Regions from separate parts of the Xenopus laevis genome. Here region 2 is linked to region 1. The links are chromatin contacts, called in public Hi-C maps. All regions are on one chromosome and are shown on one strand. The core of a region is the stretch at or near the end of the contact, and the rest is flanking DNA. Distances in the headings are between cores, read along the strand shown.

Region 1 (5,834 bases), core at 1,008-3,507:
AAAAAAAAAAAAAAAACCAGGGCTTGTTCAATATATTACTGTAATATATTACAGGTAAACATTTTCTTAGAAATGAGAGGGTGAGACCAACTGGTTTAGCAGTAGCTTTTTGTTATATGGAGTATTGACTGTAAATGTAACTGTTCAGTAAACCCGATTCTCATATACATAGCATAACACTTAATAAATCTCAGGGAAATCAGGTGGATGAGAGCCAGCAATGGCTAACCAGTAATGAGAGATTTATAGGCAGACAGACTCTGTCTGGATTTTGCTCTCTCTGTTAAAAAGATGTGCCTCCCAGGATTTTTTACAAAGGAACATCTTCGCCACTGTAAAGGACTGATATCATTCCTTGCTGTAACCAGGAACACTCTGCTCTCTGTATTAACCACTAGGTGGCATCATCCTGCTGCCTTATACTAGAATATAGCAGAAGAAAATAATCAGGACCCATAGGAAGTACTGCAGGGATTTGGGATTTTATTCTAAGAAACTGACAAAATAATTAAAAATAATATGCAAGGTTATTGAGCAGTCTGATAAAGGTCAGCGGTATGTCAAACCTAAATAGCAATGGAAACTATCTAAAGGATGGGTGGCATACACAACAGAGAAGAAATACTATATTCATGTTATGCCTTATCCTTCTTTTAAACAAAGGGCAAGTTATAACTTCTGCCTATTTGCACCTCTACATATGAATAAAAGCTGCCACACTGTATGCATCATAAACTCCAATGGAACAGTGAATTCTCCTTTTGTCCAGTAGATGGTAGTGTTGTTTTGATGCTTATACAAAATACCTTGGCTGTGGCAAGTGATATGGCAGCTCCCATATGCAGACTTTAGGGATATCCCAGACTTTAGGGAGACCTTAAGGGGCAGTTCACCTTTAAGTTGATTTTTTTGTTTTGGCCAATTGTAAGCAACTTCTTAATTGGTCTTCATTATTAATTTTTTTTAATTATTTGCCGTCTTCTTCTAATCTTTCCAACTTTCAAATATGGGTCACTGACCCCATCTAAAAAAACAAATTCTCAGTAAGGTTACAAATGTCTTGTTTTTGCTACTTTTTATTACTCATCTTTCTATTCAGGCACTCTCCCATTTACAGTATATTTGAGTCTCTTATTCAAAATCAATCCATGGTTGCTAGTGTAGTTTGGCCCCTAGCCACCAGCTTGCTGAAATTGCAAACTGAAGAGCTGCTGAATAAAAAGCTAAATAACTCAAAAACCACAAATAGAAAACCAATTGCAAATTGTCTCAGAATATCACTCTCTATATCATACTAATAAAAGTTATTTTAAAGATGAACAACTCCTTTAAGATGGATATTTCTTTAACATTCCCTTCTCTTATATCTTATACACAGAGGGTCTATAGAGTTATAATAAATATACAATGGAATTGTAGAAACGCAAGGATTCCGCCCTCCCCATTAAGAGGGTTGGTATTATGGAATATATGGTGCTCATCAGCTTGCGGTTTCATTGGCTTCCTTGTGTTACAGCATTTTACCGCAATGCAATGAAAAAGTGAGGCAACTTTTGTTTCACAGACGCACAACACAGTAACTGGTACAGTTCAGCCACGGCTCAGATGCATATTAATGTCTCTGCAACTGAATTCAATTTAGGAATTACAGAGCAGGAAATTTCAGCTAATTGTTACAATAGGGAAATGTTTTGTAGTGCAAATGTAATCTGCTTGCTGTAAAGTAGAGCTCGGGACAGCATCCAGAGAGCAGACATCTGAAAAAAGATGCCTTGCACAAGTTTAGCCCGAGGTGCAGGCATCGGCTGATGTGGCCTGTATTAAAATGCTTCAAAGAAACAAAACAAAAAGGCTAAGGCCTTGCAAGAACAAAGGCTTTGCAAAGGGGGGCTTTGCTGTCTGCAGGCAGCAATGTTTACAAAATATAGGGTATTGCAACAAAAAATATTCACAAATTGATCCCTGGGCTGACAGTGTAATTCGTTTGTAATACAAAGTCAAAACAAGAATAGTTTTGAGATACTTTAAAGGGACACAATCGTGCATATTATTTCCCCTTTGTATGTGAGTGAAGTAACTATTAAATAATTAAAAAAAAATAGTTTTATTTATTTGTTTCCCCTAGATTCTATAATGAGTCTTGCCTAGTATACCACTGTCTCCTGATGGGTGATGATCTCAGTATTCATTGTCGCCCCCCATAGCTCTCTCTCTCTGTTTTATTACCCCTTGGGCAGGTGGAGGTGGTCAATTAGAAATAGCTATAGATATATTTGTTTTGCTTAAGCATTTACAAGAATAACCTCATCTGTTTGCTCAAAGGCCTATTCAGAGAGACACAAAAGAGCTTTTTTTAAATGACAGCAGAGCAAAACAGATGTCAGCCACCATGTTTTCGCTAAAACCCTGCCCTACCTTCATTGTCTCTTTCCGCAGGTCCTTGTGCTCCAGAAAGGCAGTGTCAAAAGCTTAGCATAATTGAAATCCCTGTTGTCAAAATGTAACACTATTTGTTTACCATTTAAAATTTAGTGAAAAAACCCTGATGGAATGGCATGGTACAGAGTAAAAAAAGCCTCATAGAAAACAGCTTAAGGTTTATATTTTACGTTTTTGTGCTTATACATAGATTGAAAGGAGAACTAAACCCTAAAAAATTTATATACTGAACCTATTGCACCAGCCTAGAGTTTCAGCTTCTCAATAGCAGCAATGATCCAGGACTTCAAACTCGTCACAGGGGGTCACCATCTTGGAAAGAGTCTGCAACACTCACATGCTCAGTGGTCTCTGAGCAGCTGTTGAGAAGCTAAGCTTAGGGGTCGTCACAAATTATCAAGCAGAAAATTAGGTTGGCCTGGAATATAAGCTGATGCCACAGGGCTGATTATTAAATTCTGATGCTAATTGCACTGGTTTCTCTGCTGCCATGTAGTAATTATCTGTATTAATTACTAATCAGCCTTATAATGTGACATTTATATTCTATGTGTACTGTAAATTGTGAGTGGGTCCCTAAGCTCAGTAAGTGACAGCAGCACAGAGCATGTGCAGTGAATCAGCAGAAAAGAAGATGGGGAGCTACTGGGGCATCTTTGGAGGCACAGATGTTGTCTATACGAGCAGTCACGGTCAACCTGTTATGTCAGAGAACTAGAATATCCTGAAATGGCAGACTCATCGTTACTAGAGCAATCTGGATTATGGCACATATCCACTGTACTATATAGAGACAAATTAGTGGGTTAGGAATTAAAATTATATAAAATGATTAATCAATACCTGATATATGTGACTAAAATAATTTTTTAGTACCTCGGGCAATAATACGTTTTTTAAGGTTTTATTTGCATATTTTATTGCATAGCCTGAAGTATAATTTGCCAAAGACAATGCTAATTAATAGCTGTTCTTTGCATGTGTACTCTATGCATATGGACAGCCGCTACTCAACATTATCAGCAGTGCGGGACAATGAAGGAGAAATTAACCAAATGTAAAATGCTCTCAGACAGTATTGCTTCAAATACACCACTAGATGGCAGGACTTACTTATTAAAAGTACATTGTTCTGCTGTACATAGCATTGTTGAAAATGTGTGATGTCTTTCTTAGAAGACAAATATGTGTCTGTTTAATCATTTGGTATGTTTTATTTTGTTTAATAATTGCATTTTTATAGTAGACATTTCAGCTTATTCATACTAGAGTATACAAGAGTGCATAAACGCACAGGTCTGCTCTCTGCCATCTCTGCCATGATTGCATTTATAAATATATATTTTAATATATTTTTATAAATATAGTCATTTGTCCTTCAGAATTTCATACATCTTCCAAGTATGAGTTGCCCCTATGCACAAGCGGGCACATAAGAACACAAATAAGCGACACACACTTAAATTTCTTGCGCAGTAAGAAATAAATGCCTAAATTTGGCCATCAAATTTCTATTGAAACAATAAAAGTCCCTTCAAGTGCTTTCTTTAATGATATGTCCTGTATCATGCCTTCTGACATATGAACCCATATATTAGGAATAAATAAATCAAATTAAGTTAATTGAAAAGAGCTGCATTATTGCCTTGTGCTTTGCTTAGCTTTAAAACAGACTGTAGGGGAGAACATTTTTTCAGGGTTATCCTGTTTTGCAAACCATAGAGTTGGAACTTTAGCCATTGTCTTTACTGGCCTAACTAATAATGGGGTGAATAATTCATCTAATGGAAAATTCCTATCCAATAAACATGTAACCAACCATCATTTACACAGCCTGTCTACTCATCCATGAGTCTTTGCTTCCTGCTCTGACCTGACTAAGGGTCATATTTATAAAGGCAGTGTAAAAAGTCAAGCAGAATTACAATCTTCATTAACCATTTAAAATTCAACATTTATTAGCAGTTATAAAGCCTGTAGAGATGGTATTGCATAAAAAGCAGCATAAAAAACAATGTAAGATTTACACATTGAATTCTTGCACTTATAAATAGTGATGGGCGAATTTGCGCCGTTTTGCTTTGCCGAAAAATTCACGAATTTCGCGGAATTTGCGAAAGGGCGCCCGTTTTCTCGACCACCGGCGTCCGTTTTTTCGAAAAAAAAAATTTGACGCCGGCGAATTTTTGCCGCGAATTTCGCGAATTTGCGCCTGGCGAATAAATTCGCCCATCACTACTTATAAATATACCCGTTAGTTTCCTTCAATTTTCTCAGTCAGGTCTCACAAGTTTCTACTCTTCCCCTCTCCTTATTGGGCCTCAATCCTGACTATAGAATCCTTGCTATTTTCAGATACAGTATCAGTTTTTGTTATTGGACCCTTGTGCCTTTTGCTGTCATAAATTCACCTTGAAATTCAGTCTTAAAGCATGACTTCTACTCTGTTCACAGGCAGGAAAAAAACATGGCAGCTATACTTAATATTCTTCATAATATTCTACATACAATTAGAAAAAGGTACAGTAAATTATTAGGTGCCTTCTCTGGGGGAAACACTCGTATTCCGTTCTCCAGCTGCAAATGAGTATATTTGTCCTTGGCTTGTTGTAAGACTGGCCAATGGTGTGAGTTAAATGCACTTCTATATGATGTAAAATATATAACTTGCAAATCATTTTTAGAAAACAATATTTTTTAAGATTAAATAATTCCTTTCACAATTATACAAGATTTGCCCTTCCAAATCATTGCCTGTTTAGAATGTCGGAAGATTCCTTTGTAAATTTGAGGCAGAGTGCTATGGGCCATTTGAAACTGCTAGAAACAGACACATAGGGGGTTATTTGCTAAAATCTGAATGCAAAAATCCCAAAAAATATTATTATTTTGTGATTATTTTTTATGAAATCAGACTTTTAATAAATCACAAATTTTTCCGAATTGATTAAACCCCGAAGGAGGAAAAGTCTGAATCAGAAAATCAGGCATCTGAGACCTGTCGAGGTTGCATATAAGTCAATGGGAGAAGTCCCAATGAGTTTTTAATGTGCGCTGGGTTTTTGGGCAAAAAGCATAAGAAATCGGGTGAAAAATCGTGAAAATCTGACTTTTTCCTGCAAAGCAAATTTTCGGGAAAATGTAGTAATAAAGAAGCATAAAAAACCCGAGCGGATTTTATCTGATTTTGTAGCAGAAAACGTTGACATAAAATCGGACTTTGATAAATAAACCCTATACCGTACACAGGAAACCCATTTTCCAGAAAGCTCCAAATTACAGGAAGGCCATCTTCTACAGACTCTATTTTAATCAAATAATTCCAATTTTTCTAAATTATTTCCTCTTTCCCTGTAACAAGAAGAGAGTACCTTGTACTTGATACTAAGATATAA
Region 2 (5,834 bases), core at 2,490-4,989, 370 kb after region 1:
CACTTGGATTTATATGCAGGGATTTCAGCCACTGCTCAGTGAATAGCAAGGTTGCTGGGTATACTGCCAATTGGTACGGTTGTAAGGCTGTTTTTGTAAATCATGGTTATGTTCTGCATTAAAGGGAATATCTACCTACAAACTTGTTTTTTGTTTGAGCAATGAAAGCAAATATAATTCTAAATAATAATTCAAAATGCGGTCAAAGTGTATTATTTGTCAGTGTATTTCCAATTAAAATAAGCCTTTTTTTGTGCACTCACTTTGATTGTTGAAATTGTGTATCTCTAGTGTAGCTTCAGGAGTCAGAACCAGCAGAGGAAATAAACAACTTGGCGGACTTTGTTCACAATAGGTATTACAAACAACTTCCAAGCTAAATTACTTTTTTTGGGTGGAGATGTGGAGATACCCTTTTAAAAAAAATGTAATCGCAGTTTTCCACTTTTATACCTGCAGAAAGTCCGAATAAAAGTGCAAATGTTATATGCTGGCTGTTAACTGGCCCTTTGGATAGTGAGTGTAGTTATTCAGGCCAAGGACATTTAGAAACCTTGACGGTCTCATACGTGATTTCCAAATATTTTTACCTAATCTTTTAACATAAAATTTGTTACTTCAAAATACCTCCCCAAACACCAACCTAGCATTAGGCATATATCACCTTAGCCCTAATGTTTATATGTAAGATCCAAGTAGGTTTATTGATGATTTCCTTTGTGCATATGTCAGAGAAGGGGAAGTTTACAATAGAAACAGCCTGGTGTTGTAACACACAACTATCAGATATTTTCCTATTCGTAGCGACCATTATCAATCATCTACTTATTTAATGGATCTATCTGACCCCTTTTGGTTCGACTTGTACTGGTCGGTTATATATATATATAGAAAGTATATATACATTTCGTTGTACTATTATATTCCTGTGGTTGTGATTCGTCTTATTTAGTAAATGTAATCATCCACATAAAGAACATAAAGAATTTAATTATTTCGTTATGCATATTATTTCTTTTACATTATATAGCGATAAATATTCACCAATTTATAATTGAGTGTAGGTTGTGCTCTGCCAGCTATCAGTCGATACAATGTTACACCCATAATATGACATTTATTCATCTGTGTTGATATAACTTAAGCTGAAATTAACAGTTTGCGATCAATTTAGAAAAAAACAAATATTTCATAGTTTATCGTAAATATTGTAATATAGCACAAAATAACTTAATAAAAAATGCGCCGTGTAAGCAGCCACTAATGATTCTTTTATGATACAATTGTTGTCTATGTTCATTTATTGAATAGAAAAAGGTGAATACATCGGTTGTGGTGTTGACTAGCGTCTTGGGAATATATTTACAAAATTGCGCTTTTTTATTTTATGTGCCAGAGTATTGTGCAGTAATATAAAGTTTTATATAGCTTTTACCTTCAGTTTAGGGCCTTTAATTATCATATCGGCTGTACAGTCCTTTGATACAAAGCATGGCGATGTGGTGGCTAAAACTGATTTGTTTAAATATATATATATTATCTATCAATTTCTCTGCCATGTCATACAGATAATATGTATGTGTACAGGCATAAAGGTGAATGTAAAGAAATTGAGCTAAAAATTGTATAAAATAAATGTGAGGGTGTTTGCCTTTTCTGTGTGTGTGTGTGTGTGTGTTTGTATGGTACATATATAGGTGGATAAAGAGAAGGAGAGATATACGCACCCACAGCTCTGGTCTGTAGAGTCCTAAAAGCCTGGTCTGATGCCCCTGTCACACACACCTACAATAATCTGTGCTAAAAGAGGCACCAGTTAGTGATGTAAATGATCAAGATTAGCCATTATACTCTCTCCACATTTTCCCACCCATTTCGAGACCTCCCTCTCCTAAACCCCCCCACTCACCTAAGATATATAGTTAATAAACAAATAGTTCAAGATTGATCCAGAATCACATTGACTTGGTTATAGGTCATCAACAGCAGAGTGAAAAAAATGGAAATATTTACTTTCTGTGTATACTTTATGATCTGGTGGGAATTAGAGGAAATTCAATAAGAAAAATTACTAGGACCAGCCTAAACCCCTATTTAAAAGACTTAGGCAAATGAGAGTCTTATCAGATTAAAAAGCACTAGAAATGGAAGAGCATTGTCTCTGCCGAAACGCTGTGGGGTCTGAGAGAGATTCTGGGCCAGATCTCAGGGATAAAAAAAGCGTCATTTAGGCTTCAGATAATGAAAGGAATCTAAATTAATTTAACCTAATTTTATTTTGTATTGTTTGACTGCCAAGGGGCAGACATAAAGAAATGATAGTTGATATGAGGGAAGGAGAGATAATAGGTAAAGCTTTATATATGATAATTAGATTAGATAGATTGAAAGATAGACAGATTGAAAGATAGATAGATAGATAGATAGATAGATAGATAGATAGATAGATAGATAGATAGAAGATAGATAGTAGATAGATGATAGAGAGAGAGAGAGAGAGAGAGAGAGAGAGAGAGAGAGAGAGAGATAATAGATGGATGTATGGATGTATGGATAGATAGATGATAGATAGATAGATAGATAGATAGATAGATAGATAGATAGATAGATAGATAGATAGATAGATAGATAGATAGTGTAGATAGATGTACAGAAATAGACAGATGATGAGAAAGATCGTAATTAGGTGCTTTATTTACTGTAATGAGTATAATGTTTTCCTTTTGTAAATCTAAGGCCTTATATATTTGGAAAATACATGTATATCTATTTCTCAGAGGCAAAGGGGATCTGGTCGTTTTTTTCGGGATCTGACTGGTTTTTTTCTGGATATGATCAGTTACCCAATTCTTTTCTATGAACTGGGCGTGAAAGCGACTTGTACATATCGGGACAGTACTTTATAGAGAATGTGCAGATACGGATTGTAGCAAATTTTTCAATGGCAATTTAGCTTCCCAGGCCCGCCTTCCCCATGTAAGTCTGACAAGTAATATCATTTTAAAAAGTCCATATTTTGCTTTAAAACAACGTGAATCCCCTTGTCATTTCCCCCTGGCACACGTTAAATCTTCCATCACATTGACCGGTGTGAGTTTGCAGCGATCTCCCGGCGCACTTGTGCTTTGAGTGTCTGTATTGCACCAACTGCTTGGAGATGTCAAGCTTAGAGCCCGCCCTTGCCTCCAGCCGATTGGTCGCTATTATTACAATTGCCACGCCTCTTGAGAGCACGTTGCCGGTCGATATCCTCCTATTGGCCAATGCGCGCCCTGCGGGACTGACGAGCCAGTTAGGGAGGAGGCGTGTGGCAAACGGTGACGTCACAGTGCTGGGGTAGGACAAATGTCTGATGTGACGGGCTTAGTCAAACAGGGAAGCGGCTGAGCCTTCGTTGGGTCTCCATTGCCTGTTGGTAGTGAATGAGATCAGCATCCCTTGTGCAAGTGCTGAGCCTGGATACAGTGGCATCTCTCTGCCCAGTGGCACCTGCCTTTAATGCTCCTGACAGATCTCTAGGAGGATTTCCTTCCATCACCCTGTAGCAACGAGTGAGGAGCTCAGCAGCCTTCATTATTACTGTAGTGGACCCATCAGGACTTACATGTAAGCCTGTACTTACTCAGCAGCCTGCTCTGTCCTACATACCCTGCTGGTGCCATCACTTGGACTCATAGTAGTGTCATTGAATTCCATTGCGACTTTCGGGCGCTTTCATTCAGTTCTCTGATTATTTGGACTTGGATATTTTTGTGAGCCTACTGTACTGTACCCCCAGCATCCTCCATGAACTCTATGAAAGAGCCTTTACATTTGGATCACTTGGCTGGGAGTAGAGTTGCTGCAGCTTCTTCCCATCACCACCACCATCATCACCACCAGCACCAGACAGTGACCCTTGTATCCATGGCCTCCTCATTGGGTCAGCGCTCTGGGGAGTGTAAGTCAAGGCTAGAGGTGCACACCATCTCTGACACCTCCAGCCCAGACACTGCAGGTAAGAACATGGCCCAGGCACAAGGGACACATATGTGTGCTATATGTAGTAGAGTGAGCAAGAGTTCTTTTGCTGGGGGGCTGCTGATTACTCACAGGTGTGTAGGTGCCCCTACAAATTGCAAATACAGTATTTCTCCTATTTTTTTTCTTTTCAACTTTGATTCATTCTCTATTAAATCACTGTTTGTGCAAGAACTGTTTGTGCAAGAACTCTAGTGAGTACAGTAGCTCTCATTTACATTGGACTTGGTGACAAGCAGCAGGAGCACATTCATCTAGCGAGGGGCATATTCTAATTCTGTATCCTCAAGTGTGTGATCCCATACCAAGTTTAGAAATGACAGGGTCAGTCAGTTTTGTTACGTTGAAGCACTGGGGGGAGGGCAGAAATACTGCGATAGTTCTGCAGATAATTAGGTGAAACAAATGACAATGGGTCGCTTAATAAAGTCTTCAGAGTGACTGCAGCAGAGAAATGAAAAGAGCAGGAGGGGCCAGGGAATTGCTTTTTATTATCCCCGGGGGAGGATTGACTCATGGTCGTTTGGAAATTCAAACACTGAACTAGTGCAAATAATGGAAGTTCGAATAGAGCAACTGGGACTTGAATTGGTGCAGTTATTTTGTTTTAATTAGTTCTTTTTTTTAAACAATGACAGATCTGTTATATATTGACAGGGAACCATGTAAAATAAATATTTTCATTCATTGTGCTCCCAGTTGCATATGAAAACTCCTTCTGACAAAATCTTCAAAATATCAACAGAACTGAGAATATTGCATGAATTCGTTAATACATTATTTCATAATAAAGCACACAGGGAAATTGTTTAAAATGAACACTTCTACTTTTTAAGTGGAAAAAAATTATTTATAACAGGATAGGAAGAAATTCATTTGTCGCATATATTTAAGGGAAAATACTGTTTTATTTTTATTTGTCGCTAAACAGAAAGTTACTATTTACTGAGTAAAGACTTCTTTGTAATTCGTTGTCATTTTGAATTAGAAAAAGCAGAATGTAAATGAGAAATCGTTCGTTAGTACAGTAGTAGGTAAAAGAAGGAGGGCCGCTGTGTACTGCTCACATTTACTGGGATTAATATAACAAGCCAAACAGGACGAATGATGATTCAAACGGAGTCCAGAAATGGGAAGTGTGTTAAATCAATTTGTCGCCGTAGGAAATGGATCTCCGACTTTACTTTTGTTTCGTAAATTTGCCATTTTATTCTATAATAATAACAGTCACGGTTCGTTTCCTTCTGACAGATAAAGACAAAAGTCACCAAACAAAGAACGAGGACAGCAGTACCGATGATCCCTCCAAGAAGAAGAGACAGAGGCGACAAAGGACTCACTTCACCAGCCAGCAGCTGCAGGAGCTGGAAGCGACTTTCCAGAGGAATCGCTACCCCGACATGTCCACCAGGGAGGAAATCGCAGTGTGGACCAATCTGACAGAGGCCAGAGTCAGGGTGAGTACAGACAGTTCGTTTTTAGCTCACCTTCTTGTATGAGTTCATATTGTTTTCAAGTCTTCAAAACTGATGATATTGTTGGCAGCCTCGATTGTATATTATATTATTCTAAAACCTGATCTGACAATGAATAAATTATTATTTGCTGTCACTCTAGCGATTGACTGGGCCTTGGAAATACTAAATATTAAATGTTTTAATTCATTTCTTCCAAAACATATTTAACAGTACAAATACGTAAGCGACTAAAACCATTATTTACCATACAGAAACATATTTTTCATCCACTGTAGATGAGCAGCTTTGCGCAATTGCAAAATCGGTTTTATTTTGCTTTTTAATTGCCCTGATATA

Evidence for each region. Hi-C and Micro-C count contacts between places; a contact is called where the count stands out from the background.
Region 2: a contact with region 1 is called in a Hi-C map of animal cap, with 8 times the contacts expected there. The contact joins the promoter of pitx2.L here to the enhancer-like site in region 1. A contact is called at or near these places in 3 of 4 Hi-C or Micro-C datasets (the XL177 cell line, the XTC cell line and animal cap).

What each region holds. Positions count from the first base shown.
Region 1 is chr1L:71,784,519-71,790,352 of Xenopus_laevis_v10.1, forward strand. No RefSeq gene overlaps it. Among protein-coding and RNA genes, the nearest start is that of fam241a.L, 200 kb to the left of the region's middle. Within about 2 kb of position 2,258, at least 1 of the 7 cell types and tissues checked has an H3K27ac peak or open chromatin away from gene starts, as enhancers often do. A contact at or near this core is called in animal cap, where this site is marked.
Region 2 is chr1L:72,151,118-72,156,951 of Xenopus_laevis_v10.1, forward strand. pitx2.L (paired like homeodomain 2 L homeolog) reads left to right here and starts at 3,740. Exons shown (of 3, transcript NM_001088287.1): 1 at 3,740-3,997; 2 at 5,272-5,477. The coding sequence starts at 3,787. It overlaps LOC121402985 (a long non-coding RNA gene), which reads right to left and starts at 1,989. Exons shown (of 2, transcript XR_005966922.1): 1 at 1,910-1,989; 2 at 971-1,795.